3 separate regions of the Sus scrofa genome follow, and regions 2 and 3 are each linked to region 1. The links are chromatin contacts, called in public HiChIP or PLAC-seq maps. All regions are on one chromosome and are shown on one strand. Each heading gives the region's core, a stretch centred on a gene start, on an enhancer-like site or on the middle of the called end of the contact. The rest is flanking DNA. Distances are from core to core; before and after follow the strand shown. Region 1 has its middle 7.7 kb from the start of SHCBP1L. Region 2 overlaps LAMC2 (laminin subunit gamma-2). Region 3 overlaps LAMC1 (laminin subunit gamma 1).

Evidence for each region. HiChIP or PLAC-seq counts read pairs in DNA pulled down with a chosen protein or histone mark.
Region 2: an H3K27ac HiChIP or PLAC-seq map of skeletal muscle shows a contact between it and region 1. The contact joins two enhancer-like sites. A contact is called at or near these places in 1 of 47 Hi-C or Micro-C datasets (epiblast stem cells) and 1 of 2 datasets of contacts at active chromatin or transcription factors (skeletal muscle).
Region 3: a contact with region 1 is called in an H3K27ac HiChIP or PLAC-seq map of skeletal muscle. The contact joins two enhancer-like sites. A contact is called at or near these places in 4 of 47 Hi-C or Micro-C datasets (fetal skeletal muscle, psoas muscle, skeletal muscle and 1 more) and 1 of 2 datasets of contacts at active chromatin or transcription factors (skeletal muscle).

What each region holds. Positions count from the first base shown.
Region 1 is chr9:124,228,243-124,230,789 of Sscrofa11.1, forward strand. No RefSeq gene overlaps it. Among named protein-coding and RNA genes, the nearest start is that of SHCBP1L, 7.7 kb to the left of the region's middle. Within about 2 kb of position 1,274, at least 1 of the 83 cell types and tissues checked has an H3K27ac peak or open chromatin away from gene starts, as enhancers often do. A contact at or near this core is called in skeletal muscle, where this site is marked.
Region 2 is chr9:124,462,029-124,464,575 of Sscrofa11.1, forward strand. It overlaps LAMC2 (laminin subunit gamma-2), which reads left to right. Exons shown (of 26, transcript XM_021063802.1): 7 at 1,191-1,289. Among named protein-coding and RNA genes, the nearest start is that of LAMC2, 36 kb to the left of the region's middle. Within about 2 kb of position 1,268, at least 2 of the 83 cell types and tissues checked have an H3K27ac peak or open chromatin away from gene starts, as enhancers often do. A contact at or near this core is called in skeletal muscle, where this site is marked.
Region 3 is chr9:124,404,970-124,407,516 of Sscrofa11.1, forward strand. It overlaps LAMC1 (laminin subunit gamma 1), which reads left to right. Exons shown (of 29, transcript NM_001271715.1): 29 at 1-998. Among named protein-coding and RNA genes, the nearest start is that of LAMC2, 21 kb to the right of the region's middle. Within about 2 kb of position 1,277, at least 10 of the 83 cell types and tissues checked have an H3K27ac peak or open chromatin away from gene starts, as enhancers often do. A contact at or near this core is called in skeletal muscle, where this site is marked.

The DNA.
Region 1 (2,547 bases), core at 24-2,523:
ACACAAAAAAAACCACCTAATTAGATGCTGACTGCTGTATTCCCAGGTACTCTGCTAAGTCCTGGAAATATAATGTTGACTCAGATAAACAGAGTTGCCTTCAAGAATTATGAGAAAATGTTTACCATATAACCATATATTAAATAAAAACAAAATACGAAGCTGTATATACTAGAAGAAAATGCCAGAGAATGTTAATAATATTATTTAGGAGTTTTAGGGGATTTTATGTGGTTCTTTACGTATTTCCATGTTTTCTTTTTCGTAAAAGTTTTCAATTTGTGTGGTATTTGTATCACAATTAGAAAAACAGATTTTAAAGAATCAAATAATAGCTTCTTGATTAAGTTTGAAGCATACTGAATTATATGAAAAGGGAAGAAGGCCATTAGACTAAAGGAAATACAGTGTTTCCTGGAGGAGAAAAACACGTGGGCAAGCTCTTCTATTCTAAACATAAATCTATGGATCCCTCAGAGAAAAGGCTTCTCAGAGGGCACAGAATGTAGGTGGGAAACATCTCTCGTTGCATTGCTAGGGACCATCAAGCAGCCAACTTCAGAGGAAAGAGCACTGGAAGCCATTTCAGGCTAGTATTTGAGCCCTCAGGCTCTGGAGGAAGAGAGCTCCGATTAACCCCTTTGTAGCTAGGCAACTTTGAGAAATGTACTTGCTTTTCTGAACTTTGGTTTTCTCTCTGTAAATGGGAACATGATAGAAATCGTATCACTGGGTGGTTATAAGAATTAATTGAGATAATGTCTGTTAAAAAAGCTCAAAACCGTGGTTGGCGCATAGATGCACTTAGATTGTTACCTGCTGCTGACCTCAGCAGCAGTAGCTTATTCTCACTTCCCTGACCATCCCCCTGACTCCACCCCCCACCCTACAGGCCACACACGTATGTGGACCCACATACTGGAAGACAGAGGCTATGCTATGGAGAACGTGTCAGTGCAATTTTAGGCCAGCATACAAATTGACTCCTTTGCTTAACAATCAGACTAGAAATAGAACTACCGTGCGTAATAAAATACAGTAATAGAGAATGATACATTTGAAAATTTTTTTCATGTTATTGTTTAGGCTCTGTCCATGTTCATAGAAATAAGTCTTGATATTTTAAAATATCCATTGCTTCATTTTCCACATCTCTTAAAATAATCAATCATGATAGGACTCTGAAGAAAATTGGCCATGTGATAATGTAGGAAGGCTTAGCTCTAAGTGCCAGGTCTTCCAAATAAGCAAAGGCTTGGGTGCTTCCCTGATGAGTGACCAACACAGCTGTTCAACTTGAAGAGACCACATGCTCTTGGACAGTGAGAGTGTCCACAGCCCTCATATTACCCCTTATTCATTGTCCAGCATCAAAAGTTTGGTGCTTTAGCACTTTGATGCTTTGAAGAACCATTTGTCAAATACGCAAATACCATTTTTGTAATAATGCAGCACCTGCTGGATTTCGAAGGAAAGTAAAACAGTTCAGTAAACCTACAATGAAATCATAAGATCATTTCCTGCTGAGATGTTTCTTATAGCCAGGAAGAGAGTCAGCCTGGGTACACAGCCAGCACCAATGAGGACAGAGAAAGAAAAAGCCAAAGCCCTGATCCAACTCTGCTTGAAGCTTGGAACCCACTCTGGGCTCTTCTGCTATATGGGCCAATAAATCCTTCTGCTGTAGGGAGTTCCCGTCTTGGCGCAGTGGTTAACGAATCCGACTAGGAACCATGAGGTTGCGGGTTCGGTCCCTGCCCTTGCTCAGTGGGTTAACTATCCGGCGTTGCCGTGAGCTGTGGTGTAGGTTGCAGACGCGGCTCGGGTCCCGCGTTGCTGTGGCTTTGGCGTAGGCTGGTGGCTACAGCTCCGATTCAACCCCTGGCCTGAGAACCTCCATATGCCACGGGAGCGGCCCAAGAAATAGCAACAACAACAACAAAGACAAAAGACAAAAAAAAAAAAAAATCCTTCTACTTTAAAAAACCAATAATGGATAATTTACATCGTGTATATTCATAAAGCCAACAGGTTTTTGGTAAAACAGGTAAGTTTCCTATTCTGGTTTTGAGCCATAGAACCAAATTATTTTTTCTTCTAGTTGTATTGAGATAAAAATGATATATATGAGTTCCTGTTGTGGTTCATTGGGTTAAGAACCCAGCATAGTGTATGTGAGAATGTGGATTCCATCCCTGGCCTGGCTCAGCATGTTAAGGACCCAGTGTTGCTGCAAGCTGTGGCATAGGTCACAGATACGGCTTGGATCCTGTGGCATAGGCCTCAGCTGCAGATCTCATTCAACCCCTAGCCTGGGAACTTCCATATGCCCCAGTTGGGGCTGTAAAAAGAAAAAAATGAGGAGTTCCTGTTGTGGCTCAGTAGTTAACGAATCCGACTAGGAACCATGATGTTGCAGGTTCGATCCCTGGCCTTGCTCAGTGGGTGAAGGATCCAGCGTTACCGTGAGCTGTGGTGTAGGTTGCAGACATGGCTCGGATCCTGCATTGGCTGTGGCTCTGGCATAGGCCGGTGGCTACAGCTTCA
Region 2 (2,547 bases), core at 18-2,517, 230 kb after region 1:
GGATCCTGTGTTGCTGTAGTTGTGGGGTAGGCCTGCAGTTATAGCTCCAATTTGACCCCTGGCCTGGGAACCTCCATATGCCATGGGTGCCGCCCTAAAAAGCAAAAATAATAATAATAATGAAAATACTAAATATTGACTTTTTTCATTGTGAAAGTCTTGCAACCAAAAAAAAAAAAATTCAGTAAAACTAACAGCAATTTCACTCCTAGGTATATATTCAAGAGATATGAAAATATATGTATCTGTACAGAAACTTGTACACAAATGTTCACATTAGCGGTATTCATGATAGCTAAAGCAGGGCAACAACCCAGATGTCCATCAGCTGATGAGGGATGAACAAGATGTGGCATATTCGTGTGATGGGATTTTATTCACCCATAAAAAGAATGAGCTACTGACACACGGTAACATGGATGAACCTTGAAAACATGCTAAGTGATAGAAATCAAACACAAAAGACCACATGTTGTATGATTCCATTTATAGCAGATGTTCAGAAAAGACAAATCTATAGAGACAAAAAGCTGGTTAGTGGTTGCCTAGAGCTGGGGGAAGGGGAAGAAATGGGGGTGATTCTTAAAGGACACAGGGTTTCTTTGTGGAGTGATAAAAAGGTTCCAAACCTGCCGTAGCGCGGGTTGCGCAACTCTGAGAATCAACTAAGAACCATTGAATCGTACACGTTAAATGAGTGAATTGAGTGGTATGAATTATGGGTCAATAGACGTGTTACCAAAAGAAAGAACTAAATGAACCCCCAACAGCAAGTAGATGGAATCAGTCATGGTGAAAGCAGACACTGTTGAATTCAACGATAGAGAAATAGGTGATAATTTTTAAAAAAATGTCAACTGACCCAAATAGTCAACCAAAGTAGACAGTTGAGTGGTGCGTTGGGTTTACCTTCTGGTGCAAACCCCTCCTCTCTTTAGGAGTGGGTAGCAAACATTGCCTCGACTGGCTGCTGTCCACAGACCACGCTTTGAGTAGCACTTGCATGGCCAAATGAATTCTTCAGGGGTCTGAGAGCGATGGGCATGGACAGGAATATCCAAGAGAGGCCTCACTGAAGATGAAAGATGGACTCAAGTCGGTGACATTTGCTTGTGAGCGCTAGATCTGTATGTGTATAGTTGCAAAGCCTTTGGAAAGACATCGCTGAGTTTCTTTTCCTTCTTTCCCAGAGACTCCAAGTGTGACTGTGACCCAGCTGGCATCTTGGGGCCCTGTGACGCAGGCCACTGTGTCTGCAAGCCAGCTGTCACCGGAGAGCGCTGTGACAGGTCTGTGTGAACTGTGACCTGACAGACACAGCAGGGAAAGTCCTTGGCCACTAGCGTGAGAATTCATCCTCTGAGTGCAGTTATGGCAAGGGGACACTTAACAAATGTTGATGACCTTCTTCCTGCCCTCTGTCCTCAAAGACCAGGCTTTAAAATAAGTGACAACCAAGCCCCTAAATCTTACTGAACTCCACACTTTTGCTGTGGATCCCTTCTCTTTGTTTATGTTGGGGCAGAGGCACAGCGGCCCCAGAGAGTGCCCTGGCCAGCAGGCTCTGAATCCCAGGTGCTCCCAATACAGGGTGGTATGCAGCCATGAGGTCACATGACTCGACTTGGTCCCAGAAGAGGCCTGGCCTCATTAAACATGGGCAAATCCTAGTAAGAGGGGATATTGCAGCGTATGGCCATGTATAACCATCATGTGCAGAGAAGGACTGCCCAGGGATGGGATGGTGGGTAGGAGGGTGTGTGTGCTCGAGTACACACACACACACACACACACACACACACACACGTGTGCACAGGCACACACACCAGGGGAAAAGGTGAGAACCCTCTGTGGGTCCCAAGCCGCATTGGGGCAGGAGATGCAATGAGGCTGATCCATCCTCAGTTGCTGCTGCAGGAAATTCCTTAAGCACAAACTGTGCTCAGACTTAAAACTCTTCCCCACACCCCCTGAGACTTGTGAGTCGAAGGCTGGGAGGTGGGCCCCAAAGGAAAAAGCTTTCTCTTTATTTCCTTAAAAGAAAGAAAGCAGTTCTTTGGCATCCTGCCAATCACTTATACCTGGGCAGAGGAAGTGCCAGGTGCATTCCTAGCCGGGGGTGGGGGGTGGGGGGTGGGGGGTGTGTGTGGGGTTCTTTGCTGCTCAGGTGGGGGTAGGGAAATGGGGCTTAGGTGTTATAAGAGTCACTTTTTGAAGACATATTTCATTTCAAAATATAACACAGAAATCGAAAGCCATGTAAAATAAATGTTGTCAGTACCCCCAATTACCTGAAATAGACCTTTGCTAAAAAATGTGCCAGTCCTGTGACACCCTCCCTCCTGCCTAGAAGCGACCACTGTTCTGACTTCCTTACTTTTCTTCATAATTTATCACCCAAGAACACCCTTAAACACTGTGGGTTAGTTTTGCCTGATTCCCTCCCCTCCGTTCCCCTCCACCCATCACTCCCTCTCCCCCTTCTGTCTCCTCCTCTCCCCCTCCCGTCCTCCCTTCTTCCCCTTCCTTCTGCTGCATCCCTTCTTT
Region 3 (2,547 bases), core at 27-2,526, 180 kb after region 1:
ACACAGCCACGAGAAAGAGGTACCTCGAGCCCTCTTCCCCTGCAGACCTGACGGTCCTCAACCGTAGCATCATGTCCTCCGTGTCTGCTCCACAGCAGGGATGCTGGCTTGACAGGGAGGGATGGAGTTAGGAAAGGGCATCTTCGCCATGGCTGTGCGTCTCAACAGGAGTGAGCTAGAAATGCTCTTTCTGGCAGTTGGGTGCGCTGGATGGGTCATTTTTGCAAGAGGGTGCATAATTACTGAGCGCGCAGGCATCAGAGATGGTGCTGCAGACAGGAGGAGCGGGAGAGGTGTCGAAGCCGCTTCTCCCCGTTCTGTCTCCTTGCATCCCACCGTTGACTACCGAGGTCGGGATCCTCCTAAGCATCCTGTTGCAGAGGGCCTGGCTCTTCCTGACCACGTTGTTCCCGTCGGTGTTTCCTAGCCAGTTCCTCTGGTTCAGCAGCCGTGTACTAACAGACGTCTTGGTCAAGGTTGCAGGAAAAGGACCAAAGATAGACTGCGAAGGTCGTTTTCCATCTAGCCTGCGGGTCAAGTTCCCTCCAGTCGGTCTTAGCCACGGTGAAATTCAGGCGATTTGTTGTTGTCGTCGTTGTCATTTCTTTTCTCCTTTTCCATCTGTGTGGTATATTTTTAAACAGAAGTGTATTTTTAAAATAAAAGTCCTTTATAAGATGATACCTTCATTACACTCCTGCAATATAGCCATTATATTACTGTATAGTCCCAGTTTATCTGTACTTTATGTAATAAAACAGACAAGGTGGCTGCTGCAGAATGCTGGGTGGCATAGGGGACAAAGACAGCTGTACCCTGGAACTTTGCCTTTGAATTCCAACTGTGGCCCTTTTCCATGTGCCTTCACTTTAGCTGTTCGCCTTAATCTCTACAGTCTTGCTCTCCGGGGTGGTAAATAAAATGCAACACTTGGCATTTTTTATGTTAAAAAAACAGTATTTTATTTATAATAAAATCTGAATATTTGTAACCCTTTACACTTGGTGTGGCCTGAGTGTGATACAGGGCGTTTATGATGCTTTAAACAGTATGACTAAGGGAAAACGCCTCAGCATGTGTTCTTTGGCTTATCTATTTTCCTGGGAACAATCCAGTGTGTGTGCCTGTGAGGACAGGTATTTATTTATGTACATATAAAATGTTTTTAACCTCTCTCAGATTAGGATACTTCGATGTAGTCCAGAGGTTACCACACTCTTTCTGATAAGAGCATGATCGTAAATGTTACCGGCTTTCCAGACCATTCCATCTATAACACCTGCTCTGCTGTTGTAGCAGGAAAGCAGCCGAGGACAATCTGTAAACGGCCGAACGTGGCTGTGGTCCAGGACAACTATTTACAGAGACAGGCCCGGGCCTGCGGGCTGGGGTTTACCAGACCTCCTGGTGTAGTCTCAATACTTGATTAATGACTACTGAGGACTGTTTTCAAATTACTCGGGCTTCCTAAATTAGCAGCTGTGTATGAAGAGTTGTCTTCCCACCTTTTAAATACCCGTCTTTAGCTAAACTACAGGTACGTTCTTCGGATACTGAGAAAACACACTCAGACGTAATGGAAAAAGAAAAGTAACGTGCTTGGACCAGCAGGCCTTCAGGAGGGCTGGCCCACTTGACTAACCTAGGCCGGGTGAAGACGTTTGGAGGAGGAGTTTCCGTTGCGGCTCAGCAGGTTAAGAACCTGACTGGTGTCTGTAAGGATGCAGGCTTGATCCCTGGCCTCGCTCAGTGGGTTAAGGATGCAGCGTGCCGCAGGCTGCAGAGTAGGTCGCAGATGCAGCTTGGATCTGGTGTTGCCGTGGCTGTAGCAGAGGCCTTGGTCGCAGCTCCAATTTGACCCCTAGCCTGGGAACTTCCATTTGCTGTGGGTGTGGCTGTAAAGAGAAAAAAATGGAAAAAAAAAATTGGAGAAACTAGGAGCCAGCAGGAAGGCTTTGCTCTACTCTTGGCTCTGTTTGTAGCCGAGTCCCTGCGGATGTCATGCCGCCTTCCCCATCATGTAAATAGGTATGACCATGACACCTGCCACGAATAATCTGTGCTCTCCTCAGTAGACTTCCTTGGAGAGAGCTTTAGAGGGCACCAGTTACCAGCTTTCTTACACACCCTGTTCCTCACCCCCTTGGAGGCTGTGATTCAGCTGCAAATACATGTCTGTAGTTACTGTGTCAGAGGGTTGAGTAGGGTTTTAAAACCTTGTCCCCTATTCCTTTTGTTATTTCAGAGTCAGAGGTTTCTCCAGAGTTGGGTTAGCATAACCTGATTCAAAATATCCCCAAAAGTCTACCCCTTCCGTAAGCATTCCAGCCCCTCTCAGTAGATCTGAATTCAGCGGCACCACTTCCATTAAGCTCAAAATGGAATGTCTGGAGAAGACAGGACTGGCATCCAGGAGCATCTTGAAGTAGGAAAGCGGGTGGCACCTTCCATGTAAGCTGAGAAAGGACGCACCAAGGAAAGATCAAATCTCTCCAGGCCAGTAGCTTCTGGGAACAAATGAGACAGCTGTGAATGACAGGTAATTTT